Regions from separate parts of the Gossypium hirsutum genome. Here region 2 is linked to region 1. A link is a contact called in public Hi-C data. All regions are on one chromosome and are shown on one strand. Each heading gives the region's core, a stretch centred on a gene start, on an enhancer-like site or on the middle of the called end of the contact. The rest is flanking DNA. Distances are from core to core; before and after follow the strand shown. Region 1 holds the start of LOC107918835 (GRF1-interacting factor 1). Region 2 holds the start of LOC107920280 (auxin-induced protein 22B).

Region 1 (2,569 bases), core at 52-2,551:
TATTTCGGACTTATATTTTTACCCGAACCCTCCTATTTTTCGGACGGGCCGTCGGGCCCGGCACCTCTAGTGCTGATTTGGCTTGAAGAGTTCTCTTTGGGTAGGGAAAAGAAAAGAAAACCCAGGTATTAGGGAACTAGCTATGCAATTTCAGCCGGATTGAGCCCAGGTCAAAAAATTTTACTCAATGTCCGATAGATCTTATTTTTTATCCAAATTCATTTTTAGAACCTAAATTTTTATTTCTTTCGGCCATCCATGTGGCATTTTGGTATAGGTTAACAAGCATTTGAATGACATATAAACATACGTTGAAAGCACCAAAGTATAATGCGGTCGAAAAAAAGAAGTATATAAAAAATTTCAAGTTATACAACATTAGAAAATTTGGTATGTCTTTTATTTTCCGAATGCATAGGCGACACAATAGAATTTCCTATCATGAGAAATTTGATGGACAAAGGAAAGGAGGAGGAATGTTTCAGATCTTACCTGTGGTGTCCTTGGTTGAAGCAGTGGTTAAATGTGGCGAGGGTTAGGGTTGCAATGATGACAATGATGGTTGTAGTAGTCGCGACGATTTCCCAATAATACGCATCGTTTTATTAACATACGCTCTGTTGTATTAATTTTGTCTCTATTTTTGTTATAAAAAAATTTCCAGTGTTTAAGGTTAGATATTAATTTAAAATATTTTTTTCATAACCATTTTTATTAATTAGTTTAAAAAATTCTATAGGAATAAATTTAAAGCAAATTTCAACCCAATTTAATATTAGTTTAAATAATTTTTTTTATAAGAAAAGCTAAAAAAACAGGGTGGGGGGGTTGGAATTTGTGGAGTACAGAAAAAAAAATTCAATGAGACCCTAACCACCCATCATGTTAGGTCATCTGGGAGCATCCTTAAATTTCCTTAAAAACCATCTCTTCAAAAATAAATTTAACAAAATTAAAATCTTCATATTATTTTTTTATAAGTTTTGATGAAATAAATATTTATATTCCCATGTATATTTTTAAAATTATTTAATAATACAAGAAGTATTTTTTGAAAAGGTGTGACACCCAACCCAGAAACAAAGGTGAGTAATAATTGTTAACGTTAGAGAGAGTTATATGGGTTCAGTGATTTGATGCCCCACAGATAAAGGCTTCAAAGCTGAACTGCCAATACCCAACATATTTCTACAGTACAACCCACTAGGCTTTTTGGTTGGTTTTCATTATAAGATTGTGGGTCACCTCACTTTGACCTTCTCACCATAAAGTAACATTCAGCCTCCATAAAGCTCTCCTTAATTCAGAGACATTCATCAAGATATGGAAGTTACTATATAGGGGAGTGGACAAGATTAGCAGAAGGCATGTGACACCAAAACAGAGAGACAGAATTCGTCATGTCCGAATGTAATAAACAAATAATTTTCCTTTTTCTTTGTCACTCCAAATTTACTGCCTGCAACAACTGCAAGCGCAAGGACCTTTGCTTTTCCCTCTGTTCCTTTTCCTGCACGGCTCTGTCTTCTTTTTTTTTCTTTTTTCTTTCTCACTTTCTGATCATTCATGTTTTATACTTGTATCATACTATAATTTATATATGTATACTGTATTCGTGTTTTGTAATAACTTAACATTGCCTTATCACGTGATCCTCTCTTACAGACAGAGAAAAAAAAAGATTGCAAAAGGAAGCAATAAATACCCAAAAATCCAAACCCTTTTTTCTTCCCAACAGGGAGAGAGGGAGTGTGTTTCAAAGAGCTGAGTAGGAAAAGCTCTTTCTTCATGAGTTTAGTTTGTCTCCTTTTTTTTACATTATTTTTGCTGTGATTTTACTCTTGCAGCTCACTGTCTTTTGGAGTGAGATCTTTAATTATTTGCATAGAAAAAGAGAGAGAAAGAAATATATACACACACTACTTCATTTTATTTTCTTTGTGAGAGAGCGTTTGCGTTTGAATATAGAGAAAGAAAATGCAGCAGCACCTGATGCAGATGCAGCCCATGGTTTCAGCTTACTATCCCAACAATGTCACTACTGATCATATTCAACAGGTCCTCCCTTTTTCTTTATTTTCTCTTATTTGTTTTTTTATATGTATGTATGTATGTATGTATGTCATGGAGTATTTTGATTCTCTTGTAGTCATTTCTTCTTTGATTAGTGAAAGATTACTACTGGAGGCTATAATCTTCTTTTTTGTTGCTGGTAAAAGCTACGATCATCTTTCTCCTTTTGTTTGATGACCGTTAGTACAAGGACTGTCTTCAATTTGCAGTTACTTTTTGTTAAGTAGTGTTATACACATTAGAGGAGTGCTAGTTAAGTGAGGTTATCAGACATGCTAACACTTGTGAATCTATTTGTGGTTTTTTATTGAAGTCTAAGAAAACTCTTTATATTGCGTGTTGGCATGCAGTATCTGGACGAGAACAAGTCGTTGATCTTAAAGATTGTTGAGAGCCAGAATTCGGGGAAATGGAATGAATGTGCTGAGTAAGTAGTGCTGATTTTCAGTCTCTAATATCTATCAGATTTGGCTTTTTCGGCTAAATTTGTATGGTA
Region 2 (2,569 bases), core at 47-2,546, 140 kb before region 1:
ATATTAACTTTGAAATCCAAAGATTCCATCTTTCTTTTTTCCTCTTTCAAGAGTGATGGATAATGTAAATAAAGACCAAAGGCAAAAGAAGGATTTGGTTTATAATATACATGAAAAAGAAAAAAAAAGGAAAACCATGTTATGAACTTCATATGTTTTCCTTTGTACAAATTCCACAAGGAAATTAGAAACATGCCAAAACTATACATGAAAATATATATTTTTTGGGTTATGCCTTGGACAACATCCTAAGATTAATCTTCTTTGTTGCTTAATCAACAAAGAAGAAAAAAAAAAGGGATCGTAATTTCTTCTTTGGATACCCTAAGCTGAAGGGCTATTTTTTTTTCTTCCTTTTTTTCAAACAACACAACCCAAGCCTCTTGCTTCTGATCCTTTCATGATCCTCAGCTTTTTGCAAGAATTGGTGAACATCCTGCATTCAGGAAAAAAAATCTATAAGATATGATTCTCGAATCTTACGCGCAGATCTTAAACATTTCGAGTCTAATCCAAAGTTTAATTCAGTTGGTTAATATAATTATTCTTGAAAAGAAAAAGGAACTTACTCCCATGGTACATCTCCGACCAACATCCAATCACCATCTTTATCTTCATAAGTGGGCACAAATTCTGATCCATTATATCCTTCCCTCTCTGAATATTCACCAGCTTTGAACTTGAACATGTCTTCCAAGGCCTTAAGCAATTCTTGGTACCCTTTAAACACCTTCAAATCTATCTTTCTAAGATAAGGAGCCCCATCCATGCTCACTTTCACATATATCCCACTAATTTCACCCTCACTTTTCTTAGGTTGCAAGTTGTTTTTTCTGTAAGATCTGATCGGTGGCCACCCTATCACTTGTGCCCTGCAATATTATTATAATTACATGAGTGATTAACAAAAAAAAAAAAAGGAATCTTTCATTTTTGGTCGAAATTAAAAAAAAGATTGCTTACTTGGGGAGTGGAGCAGTTTCTTGGTCACAGTTTTTGGAAGCTGTGGCATTACTAGACATAGATTCTTCAGGCAAGGCTCTTTTGTTGTTGCTCCGAAGAGTTGCCGGCGTTTGGTTCTTAGCTGACTCGTCGGAGGTTCCCGGTAAGCCTAGCCGGAGCTCGGTGGCATCAAGGTTGAGATCTTTCTCAAATGCCATACCCTTAATTCCACTGTTTTTTTCTATAACTAAAGCTAGATTGAAAGCTTAGCTGAAAGATGATCAGTTCTTAGAGGAGAAAGAACAAATGCATGTGTTTAGGCCTTGCGGAAATTCAATGGTATCTTTATAGATGGGAATATTACGGTAATAAAGGTAAAGGACATTTGTTTAGAAAATTAATGGCTAAATTAATTAATTAATTTTACCTTTTATCTCAATAAGAAATTGTACGTGTTGAAATTTGAGGTTTAATTCATGTAATTTAATATAATATATTTTTATTTTATTTTTATGGTATCATTAATTAATTTAAGTAATAGTTAATTAGTTAGTATAGAATTTTTTTTAAAACACCTTCTCCAAATTAATAAAAGAATCAAATTATATTAAATTAAAAATAAAATTATTATATTATATTATATTATATTAAATCAAAATATAAAAATTAAATTTCAAATTTAAGTGTCGTATATTTTTGTTGCAATCAAGTGAAAATTTAATTCATAACTTATATTTAATTAAATTTTTAGTCTTTAAATAAATAAAATAAGAATTTTTTAAAATTTTACGCGTTCATAAAAAACAATGATTGAAGTGTATTATAATTTTGAATTATGATTAATTAAGATAAGTAGATGGCATTTAAATATTTTAATCAATATATTAAACAGAAAATTTTAGTTGTTTAGGGCAAAGGTATCTTTTAGCACATGAAATTGGACATGTTGGGGCAGCTAAGGTGTTTGTAACATGAAACAGCATAAGTGAGGCTATTGTCTATAACTTATGGGGACACGGTTGGGACAATGCTTAGCTGCCCACGTACATAGAACTTTGTGAAAGTCAGAAAAAAGATCAAACGGTTTCAAAGAATCCAGGAGAAGAATTCTGGAGCGTTTGATGTGATGACCATGGATGGATTCCAACTAAACTTGTTCACGGATCAATGATAGGGTCAAGCCATGACCTGAAATTGCTAGCCTCACAGCTGATTTGATGATCTGGTTGGGCGTTGAAAACCAATAGAATATTCTTCTATTAATTATGCTTTTATAATTAATTTTTTTTATAATAATGTGTTTTTATGTTCTTATCATATCATCTCTTATAATTTGGACAAGTTTCATCTTGTCAAACGCCATATTATATAAATCTTTAAAGAAAAGAATTCATGTCAAAACTCGTCAATCCATCACCATCTCAAACTTGACAACATTTCATCTAGTCACCTCACATTGAGTGTAACAGTGCTCGTGGTTGACATTTAGTCATTCTACCCTCTACACTGATGGTTGCGACTCATGCCTAGTCGACCCCCCTTCAACACCAAAGAAGACACGAGATAGACATAGAAGAACTCGGGTACTTGTAATATCAACACCTTACAACAACTCTCCCACCTTTCT

What was found. A called contact is a pair of places that touch in the nucleus more often than the background predicts.
Region 2: a contact with region 1 is called in a Hi-C map of leaf, with 2.5 times the contacts expected there. The contact joins the promoter of LOC107920280 here to the promoter of LOC107918835 in region 1. A contact is called at or near these places in 5 of 34 Hi-C or Micro-C datasets (callus and leaf).

Annotation. Positions count from the first base shown.
Region 1 is chrD13:57,365,632-57,368,200 of Gossypium_hirsutum_v2.1, reverse strand. LOC107918835 (GRF1-interacting factor 1) reads left to right here and starts at 1,301. Exons shown (of 4, transcript XM_016848417.2): 1 at 1,301-2,058; 2 at 2,424-2,500. The coding sequence starts at 1,978.
Region 2 is chrD13:57,507,040-57,509,608 of Gossypium_hirsutum_v2.1, reverse strand. LOC107920280 (auxin-induced protein 22B) reads right to left here and starts at 1,296. Exons shown (of 3, transcript XM_016849900.2): 1 at 964-1,296; 2 at 570-872; 3 at 84-436. The coding sequence starts at 1,160. The coding sequence ends at 361.